2 separate regions of the Sus scrofa genome follow, and region 1 is linked to region 2. Evidence: chromatin contacts called from public HiChIP or PLAC-seq data. All regions are on one chromosome and are shown on one strand. The core of a region is the stretch at or near the end of the contact, and the rest is flanking DNA. Distances in the headings are between cores, read along the strand shown. Region 1 has its middle 44 kb from the start of TAF1B. Region 2 overlaps GRHL1 (grainyhead-like protein 1 homolog).

Evidence for each region. HiChIP or PLAC-seq counts read pairs in DNA pulled down with a chosen protein or histone mark.
Region 1: a contact with region 2 is called in an H3K27ac HiChIP or PLAC-seq map of skeletal muscle. The contact joins two enhancer-like sites. A contact is called at or near these places in 5 of 47 Hi-C or Micro-C datasets (alveolar macrophages, embryonic fibroblasts, heart right ventricle and 2 more) and 1 of 2 datasets of contacts at active chromatin or transcription factors (skeletal muscle).

What each region holds. Positions count from the first base shown.
Region 1 is chr3:126,627,241-126,633,739 of Sscrofa11.1, reverse strand. No RefSeq gene overlaps it. Among named protein-coding and RNA genes, the nearest start is that of TAF1B, 44 kb to the right of the region's middle. Within about 2 kb of position 4,884, at least 27 of the 83 cell types and tissues checked have an H3K27ac peak or open chromatin away from gene starts, as enhancers often do. A contact at or near this core is called in skeletal muscle and subcutaneous adipose tissue, where this site is marked.
Region 2 is chr3:126,495,891-126,502,836 of Sscrofa11.1, reverse strand. It overlaps GRHL1 (grainyhead-like protein 1 homolog), which reads left to right. Exons shown (of 16, transcript XM_021087852.1): 4 at 1-32; 5 at 1,074-1,150; 6 at 2,870-3,026; 7 at 3,197-3,308; 8 at 4,653-4,747. Among named protein-coding and RNA genes, the nearest start is that of GRHL1, 12 kb to the left of the region's middle. Within about 2 kb of position 2,551, at least 5 of the 83 cell types and tissues checked have an H3K27ac peak or open chromatin away from gene starts, as enhancers often do. A contact at or near this core is called in skeletal muscle and subcutaneous adipose tissue, where this site is marked.

The DNA of each region.
Region 1 (6,499 bases), core at 3,635-6,134, 130 kb before region 2:
GGGGTGACTGGGCCAAGGCTCCAGCTCCAAAAGCCTGGCCATGTCTGTCGCTGCCCCAGTGGCTGCCTTTTCCTCCTTCAGAGCCAGGAAAGCCCCTCTCACTGGGGCAAGCCGCTTCTCAGCCTCACTCTCCTCACCTGTAAAGTCAACGTAAGAGGCCCAAGAGATGGAGGTGGGAGCTGCCAACCTTGAGTCTAGACCTGGGGCTGGCACAGGGGCCCTTCTGCTGGCCAGCGCATCACAGGCCAGCCCAGACCAAGATGAGGAGACACGGACCTCATGTTTCCAGGTGAGCGTAGCTGTCTCCGTTTTACAGATTAACAGATTGAGGCTCAGAGGCCCAGCACCCAGGGTTACGGAACTTGTGCCACCAGGGACCGTAGCCTGGTCCGTCTGGTCTGAAGCCTGGGCCCTCCTGCCACCCTCGATGTGCACCAAGGCAGAGCCGATGGGGCAGGGCTGGCGGCCTCCTTCACCATCGACCTAGCGGGTCCCAGCCCAGGCGACAGCCTCACCTGGGTGACTTGCAATCACGGATTCCTGGCCCTGCTCCCAGGGTTCGGCTTTAATCCGTCTGAGGTGGAGCCTGGATGTCGGGGATTTTTTAAGTTCCCCGGGAGATTTTCACGGCAGCCAAGGGCTGTGGACGCGTTTCCACCAAACACGGTCCCTCCCTGCCTGCAGGCTGGGTGGGGACCTTCCCCCGGGCCCTCCTCCCCTGACCCTGAGCACTCGCTCCAGCCCTGCCCCATCCTTCCCTCCACCCCCCCCCACCAAGTCAGGGGGACTGTCACCAGGTCGGCAGGTTTCCGGGAGGGGGGAGCGATGCCTGGTCCCTGTGCAGGGAGGACTGAGAACAAGCGACCCCCAGGCTGAGCAAGTCCAGGCCTGACTCTGCTGGGAGACTGGGAGTAGGGGTTCAAGTCCCAGCTCTGTCACTTACTAGTCGAAGAGTCTTTGGTCTATAAAATGTGCTTAATATTGACTGTCATGCCTACTTCACAGAGGGTTTTCAAGGCTCCAAAGAGGGAATGAATATAAGAAGGCTTTGTAAAGAAGTGCAAGGCTTGGTTTTTGTTTTTTTTGTCCTTTTTTTAGGGCTGCACCCGCGGCGTATGGAGGTTCCCAGGCTAGGGGTCGAATCCCAGCTTCAGCCGCCGGCCTACACCACAGCCGCAGCAATGCCAGATCCGAGCCACATCTGTGACCTACAGCACAGCTCACGGCAGCGCCGGATCCTTAACCCACTGAGCGAGGCCAGGGATCGAACCCACAACCTCATGGTTCCGAGTCGGCTTTATTTCCACTGCGCCATGATGGGAACTCCAGAAGTGCAAGGCTTTTACACAGAAAACTGCCAAACACCAGTTGGAGAAAGTAAAGGTCTAAATGATTGAAAAGATACCCCTTGTTGGTGGATTAGACGATTTAACCTGGTTAACGATGGAAATGGTTGGTATGGTTAACACTCGGCACACTGATCCTCAGACTCAGTGCGGCGGTAGGTTTCAGGACATTCTCACGGCAGGGAATCCGACGGCTACCGGGCGTCCAAAGTAAGATGCACATTTTTTTCTCACATCCCCGAAATTAGAGTGTAGCTTATTACAGCGAGTGGGCCACAGTTTCATTGTCCCAGGGCCTCTGCAGCTGGGGCCCTGCTGATGGGGTCAAGGGGACGCCCTCCCGGAACCACGCCCCCCTCCAATTTCCAGGGACTTCCTGGGCTTGCTCCCAAGGCGGTCCTCCTGGGGGCCACTCAGTGTGCGGGTCCCAAAGGGCAGCTTTTTGTGGGGGGTGGGGGGTGCGGGTATGGGCAGCAGGCCAGGGGCGGGGTGGGGGGGTGGCACTCGTGTGCCTGTACGCGAGGGGCACTATGGGTGAGAACAGGAGGGGAGGGCCAGCGGGCGTCTAGACCCACTGTGTTTTGGTGCTTGGTGCCAAGGAAGCCCACAATTCTAAATTTGAACCTGGCCTTGTAGGCTCTTGTGAAGGCATTTTTGCCAAGGTAAGAGGCTGGAACATATTTGATTGAATAGTTTATGAGCTTGATTTATAATTTTAAATTATTTACTTATTTGTTGATTGATTTTGCTTTTTAGGGCCACACCTGTGGCATATGAAAGTTCCCAGGCTAGGGATCAAATCAGAGCTGCAGATGCTGGCCTACGCCACAGCCACAGCAACTGGGGATCTGAGATGCATCTGCGATCTACACCACAGCTCACAGAAGTGCCAGATCCTTAACCCACTGAGCGAGGCCAGGGATCGAACCTGCAACCTCATGGATACAAGTCGGGTTCTTAACTCCCTGAGCCACAACAGGAACCCTCTACTTTTAAAATGTTTAGACATAGATTATATGAGCCTCGGATTGCCCTGGGGCCTGAAGGCATTAGGATAAGGTCTGCGAAGTCCTCTCCTTTGAAAACGCCAGCCCTGGACTCGCCAGCCCTGGAATCGGTCCCCTCTGCCCGGCCACCTCCAATTGTTCCCTCAGAGTCCTGACTCTTGGGGGACAGGCTTGGGCTCATAGGCACCTTTGCACCTCTGCCCCCTCAGCACTGGCTGGTCAGCGCTGTGTGGAGGCCCTGGTGACAGAAGGGTCCAGGAGGTTCTGACCTTGGCCAGATCCCTAGATCCTGGCACGGGCGCTGCCCAGGGAGGGCTCGGCGAGCACGTGCACCACCCTGCAATTCCTTTGCCCCTTCGTCCGGCTGCTTAGGATGCTCTCGCTCCGCAGACTGTGAATCTTCTGACTAAGGGGCCGGTCCTGATTCTCTCGGTCTGGGCCGGGGCCTGAGGGCCTGCACTTCCCACCAGCTCCTGGGTAAGGCGCATGCTGCCAGGTCAAGACCTGCACGTGGCATAGTGAGGCTTGAGAGCTCATCACTTCCAGAAAGCCAAGTTCAACACGTGTTGTTGCCTGTAGCCAATGCTTTCGTGCAGACTGCACACAAAACAGCTCTGAAACCAGCCTGCAGCTGCCCACGGGACCTGTGGAAGAATCCAGAGCTGTCCTCCCAGAGAAAAGCTCTTCCAGGAGTTCCCTGGTGGCCTCGTGACTAGGGATCTGGCATTGTCACTGCTGTGACATGGGTCGTTGCTATGGTGCAGGTTCGATCCCTAGCCTGGGAACGTCTGCATGCAGCAGGTGCAGCAGAAAGAGGAAAGAAAAGAAAAGCAGTTTTGGGCCCATGGAAACTGCCCAGGGGTGGGTTGGGGTCCAGGTGACAGTGCTGCCTCTGCTGTGCCAGGCCTGTGCCCGGCTCTCAGGTTCCAGGCTCAGCAGAACCAGGGTCCTCTCTCTGGGCCTCTGCCCTCACTGTCCACCATGAGAGTGAGGGAGGGGACGATTTTAGAAGAAGGAAGGATGGGTGTAACCAGCAGTCACCATGTGCCAAACACTGCTCCAGGTGCCTTTCCTGTGCCGACGTCTTTATAACCGCCTTGGCAACCCTTGAAAGGGTTGCCTTCTTATTACCACCTCATGACCATTAATACCGATGGGGAAAGTGAAGTCCCGGGAGGAGGACCGCCCAAGGTCGCATGGTGCCGTGAGGCCCCAGACAGTCTGGCTCCAAAGACCAAGAACTTAACCAACTGGCCCCACAGCCTCTCTGATGTGAGGCTGGTTTCAGACAGTGAGAAGCAGTGGAATCCTCTCTGCCCCTCACCCCACAGCCCCAAGGCTCTTCTGCAGACACAGCCACAAACCTCTTCCAGGGTCCCCCCTGGCTCGGGGGCTCTGGCTGCAGACAGGCCAGTACTGCAGATCCCCCCCCCCCGCCCCTCTCATCCCTGCTGGGCTGCCTGGGGCCTCCAGAGCAGGGGCCTGGCGGTGCCTTCTGCTGGGAAAATCTCCTGCTTCAAGAGGTGGGGAGGTCCTGTTTTATTTTTAAAATTTATGTATCTATGTATTTTTAGGGCTGCACCTGTGGCATATGGAGGTTCCCAGCTAGGGATCGAATTGGAGCTACAGCCGCCAGCCTACATCCCAGCCACAGCCTACATCCCAGCCACAGCAATGCCAGATCTGAGCTGAGTCTGCAACCTACACCACAGCTCACGGCAACACCGGATCCTTAACCCACTGAGCGAGGCCAGGGATGGAATTCGCATCCTCATGGATACTAGTTGGGTTCTTAATCTGGAACTCTGGGCATGTCCTGTTCTAAAGCGGCGTTCTTTTGTGATACCCCAGACTCCCCCAACCCAAGTTCCTTCTTCATTGTATTGTCACAGTCAGTTTTCTCCTCTCCCTGCCAAAAAAAAAAAAAACCACTCACTCTCAGAACTGGGGCTGTTTCCTTTTTTCTCCATCTTCAGCTCAGCGCCAGATGCACAAAAGGGCTGAACTGACTTGTATTTAGTAGAAGGACTACCCCCCCACCGCCCCCTCAGAGGTGCTGCATTTCCATATCTTGCCACCAGAGGGCAGGCGTGCACAGCACAGGCCAAGCCACTGGGAGGCGGGGCTGGGTGGGTCCCAGAGCACCCAGAAACCAGATCTCTGGACAGAAGGCCGGATGAGCCATCTCTGCCCTGCCCCTGCTGATTCCAGCCCCAGCTCCAGAGCCACCCCCTTCTCTTCCCTCCCCTCCCCTTCTCCCCTCTTCTTTCCACTCTTTCCGGATTCCTGGTCAGCCTTGACTTTGGCTGACTTTGGGCCAGGCACCTTTTCCCTCTAAGACTTAGTTTCCTCACCTTCAGCTTTTGTGCATTTCCCCTTCCTGGGGACCTGGGACCCTCCATGTAAGGCTGTACGTCCCGTGGCGCAGGCCCTTCCCTGCTCTCGGGGAGGCGGTCCAGGCTCTGCGGAGGCAGATTCATGCCCCTTTGTGAGTTTCTTCCTCATCCAGCTCCTGCCCCACCCATGGTGGATGACAACTTAAGGGCTGGCCGGCCTGGAATGACTGCTCCTTCCCCAGCCTGGCAGCTGCTGCAGCCACCTGCGCTTGGACGCTCTGCCAGCTGGGCTTGCTCCATTCAAGAACATGCTAGCAGGCAGCGCTGGCTGCGTGGATGACGGATAGAGAGAAAGCCATAGCTTGCTTCAGAGCATTTGTAGCAAAGGAATTTTCAAACCCACTTCTGGTAGAACCCTAAAGCCTTCTTAAGCCTCTGGGAACCTGAAAGTTCCTACCTGGTTAAGGATCCGGAATTGCCTCAGCAGTGGTGCAGGTTACAACTACAGCGCAGGTTCGATCCCTGGCCCAGGAACTTCCACATGCCATGCATGGGTGTGGCCAAAAAAAAAAAAAAAAAAAAAAAGCCTCTAGAAGCCTGGGTCCAAATGCAGTCAGTTGAAGTCCCGTCCCCTTTTGAAGCTCCTTGTCCATTTGCATTTTCCCACTCATAGTAGCCCTAGGGGACCCTCGGCCCTGGGCTGGCTGTCCTGCGGACTGGGTGGAGTAAGGATTCTACTAACCGGGAGGGTTTATTCCTTAATCCTGGCATGGCTGCAGCACCAGCCAAAGGGCCAGCCGGCAGGGGCAGGGATGGAGACCCCAAGATGCTCTAGTCCAAACCCCAGGGGACCCAGGGCTGTGAGACAACCCACAGCCAGACTTCCAAGCTGGGTCCAGAACCAGGTGGCTCCTAATCCCCACCTCCCTTATGCCGCCTCCAGAGAGGCCGGGTTTCTGGGCGGGCCGGAAACGAGATGTGTCATAACAATGGGTTCTGAGCTCATGGCTTTCCTGGGTCTCTCTCTCCTGGCACCGGGACCCACCTGTAGGGACTTGCCTGCTGCTGACCTAGATTTCCAGGCCACTCTGTCAATACCTCCAGGGCAGGGCAGAGCGGGGCTTCTCGGAGACCCAAAGAGAACCCGTGGCCAACATCACAGAGACTCCACCAGCCGTGGGAGGACACCCTCCGTCCACACGGGGCTTAGAGGGCGGCCTGGGCTCTCCGAGTCGGCCTGGCCCCTCCCCGCATGGCTGTCCTCCAGGCCAATGAAGACCCTGAGCCGGTGCCTCGGGGTGTGGGGTGGGCAGCACCCAGCAGAGGCGTGAAATTGAAGTATCTGGACGGAGGGGCAACTTTCTTCCCTGTGACTCTTCCACAGTCCCTGCTGTCCCCTGGGGGTGACTCAGAGCCATCCGCTTCTGCCGCGAGCCCTGCCCCCAACCTCGGCACACCCAGTGCTCTCAGGATGGCTGATCTTGTTGCCACACAGCCTAGAAAATTCTGCCCTGGGCTTGGGGCGCCAGGTGCTGAGCCAAGATAGAGGATGAATCACGGGGCCGTGGCAGAGGCTGTCGGGAACCCGCAGACCTCGGCCTGCCGATGGGAGCCTGGGCCTCCCCATCCATCGGGCTGGGCTGGGCTCCCCCCCCCACCTCCGTGGGCCATGACGTCATCCGGCTTCTCTGGGTCCTTCTCTCATTAGCCTGCCGTCCTTCAAAGAGCCTTGCGGTTAGTGCCCTGGAAACAGGGCTGCCCCCCGACAACCGCCGCTTAGGGGTTTGTCAGGATGAGCCAGAATATGCAA
Region 2 (6,946 bases), core at 1,302-3,801:
TCTCGGAGACCTTCAAGGAAGGCGTGCAGGAGGTACAGGAAGCCCGAGCATCCTCCTGAGACGCCGCGTGTTTATATAAGTATTGGGTTCCGCCTCCTCCCGGTTATGTAAGCTTGAAACTCAGCCCCAAGTGAATGGATGGGGAACAAAAGATTTTTCTTTTAAGAAAAAAGGCCCATGAGTCTCGTTTGTAAACGAAACCTATAAAACCAGAAATTATTATCAAGAGCGCATGGCTCATCTTACCAGCAGCTGAATTAACAGTCGTGATTTCAGCTTGGTGATTTGCTGGAGAAAGAGAGCCGCGTACATAATCTGCCGTCGACAGCAGATACCTCCACGTGGTCTGTTTTCAGCTTTTGTCCAAGACCAAGCCAAAGCTCTGTGCAACTGGTCTTTCTCTAAAATGACTTCGGTATCTGCGGGGTGTCTCTTGGTTGGTAGCATTGTCAGGGAGGCACAGGGGGGTCCTGATGACACACGCATCGTGTGACACTTTCAAACTAATGCCAAATACGGCCGAGGGTTTTGTGGTGACGAACGCGGCACTCGGTGCGAGTCGGGGACAGAAGACATTTGGAACCGTCTTTAGCGACTCGTGGGACCAGCGGGCAAATGACTCCCCCAGGCAGCCAGGAGTAGGCCAGGCGCCCTTCCCGAGAGCGTGCACCAGTCCAGCCAGCCAGGGTGCGAACCCGACTCGGTGTTTTAACTTGGTGCCTCTTTAGAGCTGATGATGGAGCTGACTCCCGAAAGGCCCGAGATGGGGGTCGCACGTTCCCTGTGAACAGAATGGGGGTGTGTGGGAAGACGAGGGACGAGGCTGAGGAAGCGCTTTGTGGGGCACCTCCCCAGATTGTCTTCGTTTCATCGGGTGGCATAGAAAATCCATTGTCGTTTCCCTTTTCATTTTCTCTTAAGATTGTGTGCAGAGCTCCAGTTTTTCTTTTCGACGAGCGTGGACGGGGCGGTGGGTTGCCGAGAGCCACGTGCTCTGAGGCTGTACCAGAGGCCGGTCTGTGGGGAGCCCGCTAACCAGTTGCACCTTGTGGCCTCTTGCGTTGATGTTTCAGGTGTTCTTCCCCTCGGATCTCAGTCTGCGGATGCCTGGCATGAGTTCAGAGGACTATGTTTTTGACAGTGTTTCTGGGTAACAGTTGTCTTTTAATTTGACTTGTACCTTTCAGCTTTTACGACTCCCTTCTTTTTCGTTAATTCGATCTTGGAAAATCAGAGGTGGCTTCCTCGCCTTTCAGCTTTGTCTTCCTGCAGTTCCTGTGGGCATCGCTGCGCAGGGCCGGCTCTGGTGCACTCGGCTGTGACCTCTGAGCGCTGCTTCACGCTTCCCTGACTCTTGGTGTTGGTGCTTTTTCTGTCCTTTGGTTTCTGTATATGACGGTGGTAGACTGGAGTCTCAGAGACGAGATCCAGGGGTTCGGTTAGAGCCCGGAGGCCCCTTGTGTTCCCACAAGTGTATAATCGTGTGAGATTTTAGGAATGGCATCAGGTGGATAGAGGCTTTTATATTTGTATTAGTCTCACTGATGATAAAATAAATGGAGTCCGCTTGTAGGGCGCTGACCCCCTCTTTTATACGCCACAAGATTGCACCTCTCCCTGGGAAGATGCATCTCTTCCAAGTTATTTTATTTTATTTTATTTTATTTTTTTGTCTTTTTGCCATTTCTTGGGCCGCTCCCACGGCATATGGAGGTTCCCAGGCTAGGGGTCGAATCGGAGCTGGAGCTGCCAGCCTACACCACAGCCACAGCAACGCGGGATCTGAGCCGCGTCTTTGGCCTACACCCCAGCTCACGGCAATGCAGGATCCTTAACCCACTGAGCAAGACCAGGGACTGAACCTGCAACCTCATGGTTCCTAATTGGATTCGTTAACCACTGAGCCATGATGGGAACTCCTCTTCCAAGTTATATTTAAATGTCTTCAGATTTTTTTTTTTTTTTTGAGTCTAGGATTTCATTTTGTAATTGTTTTATGCATTCCTATGTGTGTTATGCTTTCAAATAAGTTTTATTGAAAAGTCTAGGATTTTATGGGGAGTAAGACTTCCTTCAAGACCTGCCTCGAGGGACAGGGGTCACAGACTCAGATGCCTTCGGGATCTAGGATAGGGGTCAGCAAACTCTGTAAAAGATCAGATAGGAAATATTTTCGGCTCTGCGGGCCACACAGCCTCTGTCGCAACTGCCCAGCTCTGCCCCGCTCTGTCACTGTGGCACGAAAGCAGCCACAGAGCATGTGTGATCAGAGGGCATGGCTGCGTTCCATCAAAACTTTATTTATAAAAGTAAGTGTCATTCACCAGCCCCTGGCCTCATGAAGCAGCCTCGGGGGATGAATACCCGGAGCTATAAGACCATAGAAACGGTCGAAGACTGTCGAATGCCATCTGGGGATGGTAACTGATGAGCAAAAACAGTTTCAAACAGGGCTGTTTCTGCCGGCCAACTCCCATGTAATCAGAGGCCTCCCCGCCTGCCGTTTGCAGCCTTCGCAGGGCAAACACCAGCTTGGCAGCCCGTCCCGGGAGTCCTCTTCCAGAGCCCTTTGGCTCATCCGTGTCTTCGGCCTCCTTCGCCTCCAGACTCTCCGTTGTTAACGTCACTTCAGAGAATTTCTAGCTGGGCACTTGGTGGGCCCGCATCTGAGATCTCTGAGCACTGGGGGCTCTTTGAGATTCTGTGTATTTTGGGAAGAGCAGCAGATGCTGTTAATAACACGACCTGGTCAGTCGGCTGTTTCTTTGCCTCCGTCCACACGGAAGCCTTTCAGGTTGGCGCGCACGCTTGGTGTGGGAAGCTCCCGAGAGCCCGGATGAGGGCGTCGTGACCCCGTTTTGTTCTTTAGGAACAACTTCGAGTATACCCTGGAAGCCTCCAAGTCGCTGCGACAGAAGCCGGGAGACAGCACCATGACCTACCTGAACAAGGGCCAGTTCTACCCCGTGACCTTGAAGGAAGTGAGCAGCAGCGAGGGGATCCACCACCCCATCAGCAAAGTCCGGGTGAGTCCCGCTGCCCGTCCTGCCGTCGGGGGAGCTGGGCAGAGCCGCCTCGCCCCCGGGCGGAGGCCCCCCTGAGCGAGGCCCTCCCGGCAAAGGCGAAACCCCGGCAGGGTTCCCTGCGGCCCCCGCCCCCGCGTCCTCACGCCACTCCGCGGCCCCCTCTCTCGCAGAGTGTCGTCATGGTGGTTTTTGCCGAGGACAAAAGCCGAGAGGACCAGTTGCGGCACTGGAAGTACTGGCACTCACGGCAGCACACGGCCAAACAAAGGTGCATTGACATAGGTAAGGGCCCGGCCGCTCGGTTCCCGGGCTGCAGGCATCCCGTGTTCTCCGTCCAATTATTTTTGGCAGCCGTCCGCTTCCTGCCGAACGCATTTGAATTTTTGTGCCAGCCCCTGATGTGTTCCCAGCCCTGTCCTTGGGCTCCTGGAATCAGGGCTCTCAGTCTTACTTCCCTCATGAGGACACGGGCCGCGTGCAGTGGCTCCCCATGTGACCCTGGGGCCAGGGGCCGTAGAGCCAGTTCACATCAAGTGCCCTGCTTGTCAAGCGACACATTTTTCCCCCCCTTTAGGGCCACACCCATGGCATATGGCAGGTCCCAGGGCTAGGGGTCGAAGGAGAGCTGTCGCCACCGGTCTGTGTGCAGCCACAGCAACGAGGGAGCCAAGCCACATCTGTGACATACGCTGTAGCTTGCAGCAACGCCAGATCCTTAACCCACTGAGCAAGGCCAGGGATTGAACCCACGTCCTCCCAGAAACAACATCAGGTCCTTAACCCGCTTTGCCGCAACAGGAACTCCAGGGTGACACTTTTTTTTTGAGGGGTAACGTCGTTTTTAAGAGATTCTGGTTATCTGGAGGTGATAATAAGGTGGAGGAAAAAAAAAAACGAGGGAAGGAAAATCCTGCTGAGGTGCCGTCGCACGATCCTCCCCCATTAACGCGCCCAACTGCGTGCCAGTCTCTTCCGTGTGCAAATGGACCCGCAGGTGTGTCACGTGGGGCGCAGCGCAGACCTGTGCAGCTCCACGGTCAGTCAGGTGGTTTGTGACGACCGCTCCTCTTGGCGGGTATGTGGTTTTCACGTGGAAGCATTGTGCGTTTCACGAGATGGCTCTGAATCTGTGTCGCTTCTTTTCTCTGCCTTTGGAAATGTTTAAGTTCTCTCGCAGAAGAATTAAAAGAACTGAGTTCCAGGCTTGATTCCTTGGACTAGTTTTGTGGCCTTGGGACAATTATTTAAACTTTTCTAGACCTCACTGTCCTAATTTTTACTCAATGGGATAAAATTAAATATATCTAAGCTTGCCTCTGTTACTCTTTTTCTTCATCTCTTGAACTCCTTTCAGCCCAGCAAAATGTGAATTAAAATTTTCCAGCAATGCAGTTCCCTGGCGGCTCAGTGGGTTAAGGACCCAACATTGTCCCTGCCGAGGCTCTGGTCACTGCTGTGGCGAGGCTTCCATCCCTGACCAGGGAACTTCCACATGCCTCTGGCGTGGCCAAAAAATATTACCCAGCGGTGGTACCACGAAGAGCTGACTCTCACCTTGAGCTGCTGTAATCTCCTGCCGGAAGCTGGAAATCACAAATTTCTTTCTCTTTCCCATCGCTTGTGTAGCCGATTACAAAGAAAGCTTCAACACCATCAGCAACATCGAGGAGATCGCGTATAACGCCATTTCTTTCACGTGGGACATCAACGATGAAGCAAAGGTAGGCGGCGCGGGGGCAGCACCAGCTCTCTGGGCAGGAGTGGCAGGAGCTCAGTGATTTGAGCCCCGATTTTTTTTTTTTATTTCTCGGTCCTTTGCTAAGGCGTAGGGAGAGCGTGCAGGGCTGGGAAGGCAGGTCACAGCCCCAGACACAAGGGGCTCGAAGCAGGACAGGGCTTGGGAGGAGGAGCAGCCCGTCTCCCCAGCCTGTCCCGAGCCGGGCGCCTCCTCCGCCGGCCGGCCTCGCCTGCACCTTTCCCCGAGGCCACGGCTGCGGAGAGTGCGGCGTCTTGGGCCGGAGCGTGGCTCCCGGCTCTGTCTGTCCGTCTCTCTCTCGGGGCTCCGTCTCCTCCTGTGCGGAGTGGAGGTGATGCCCATCTCCTCTCGCCCCCGGCGCTGCCCCCGGAGCGCGGTTGGAGCTGCGCCCGTGACGCTGCCAGGCTGTCTGCGGAAGGGCCTGAGCACGGGTTGTCCTGGTGGCAGTGCCCGGCCCCACGGCGCCACCCTCCAGGTACCCTCCTGCGAGGCTCCTGACTCTCAGGCTCGGGCAAGAGCGCGCTGGCCTCCAGCTCAGAGGGTCTTTGGATACTTGTACTGGGGACTTTTTTGGTACCTTTTCAGAAAAAGTAAGCATTAGTTTGAAAATTGAGAGCTCGGGCAACGCCATGGAACCCTTCATTTGAGGGCAGTTGGTGACAAGGTCCCTTCAGCGTCTGTTGTGGTGTCGGGAATACTCTTCTGCATCCAGGACCAGGCGCAAAGTTACCGCCGCCTTCTTGTCCCTTCTCAGCCTCTCTTTTATTTATTTATTCAGTAAGAATTTTAACAATGTGGAGTAAGACCCTGCGTTTGGTGCTAAGTACTTTAGAATTTTTTACTGCCTAGGGTGGCTTTTAAAAATCATGTGGCTGGATCCTTGAGAAAACACGTTACGTTTGTATTGCAATCGCTTTCCTTGCCTTTTGTGGCCGTGGTGTCTAAGGCTACAGTGTGTCTCAAGAGTGCAGGAGAGGAGTTCCCGCAGTGGCGCAGTGGAAACGAATCCGCCGAGGAACGATGAGGTTGCGGGTTCCGTCCCTGGCCTCGCTCAGTGGGTTAAGGATCCGGCGTTGCTGTGCGCTGGGGCGTAGGTTGCAGACGTGGCTTGGATCTGGCGTTGCTGGGCTGTGGTGGAGGCCGGCAGCTGTAGCTCGGATTCGACTCCTAGCCTGGGAGCCTCCATAAGCCGCCGGGGTGGCCCTAAAAAGGCAAAAAAATGAAAGCGTGCAGGCTGTGGCGAGTGGGGTCCGCCAGTCTGTAAAGGAAGCTTTAGTCACTGTAGTTGCCTCAGGGTTTTCCGGCCGACCACCTCCATCCCACGCAGATACCTCAGAGTTTGGAGCTCGATTAAACAGTGAATTCACCACGGAGAAGCCGGTAGAAGGACAAGTAAACTTTTCATTTTAGAGAATTGTCGTTACGGTTATTTGGAAATTAAATCTCATGGTAGGACACCGTGTGCACGCGGCCTGCGAGAACAGCCGGTTCTCTTGCCCCAGCTGCCTGTTCCTGAGTCCGAGTAGGGACAGGCCTCCCCCTCCCCTGAGGGGCCGGTGGAGAACCGCGGAGGAGGGACCCTCGCCTCTCAGCCGAGTTCTCTCTTCTGACTTAGCTGTGACCTGGGCTTGGCGCCGTGATGCACTGGCTCCTTGTTCCCCCGTGTCCCCCGAGAATAAAAAGGCCATGGTGACCAGCTCTCTTCTTTGCTGGAGCGTCATCGGGACTAATAGGCACTTGTCACAGTGCGTGGCGATCTTGGCGGCAAGGCCTGCCTGTGGGCCAGGTGCTTTGTTTGTTGGATGTGTCACTCTCCGGGCGGGGTGTTGGGGGGGCGGGAATAATGGCCAGTTTTATGCCGAAGGCCTTCGGCGTGTTTGTCTTAAAGAGAAACTTATTTGGAGGCAGGTCCTAAGTAGCCATAAGCGCCCTGGGAGTGGGTGCAGGTAGATTCAGTCTCGTTTCCCCTTCCAGACCCCCAGCACGGACTGGATTTTTTAAAGCCTTTGCCGGCTCCCAGATGGGGCTCGTGTCATTTCTTAATGAGCCTGCTGCCTTTTGAAGCTGGCATCGGGCATCCGCTTCAAGTGTGTGTTGAAATTAAGTCTGTGGGTATTTTGCTTTCCCTGGCCAAGTTGATGTTTTCTGTTTTACACTTAACGTA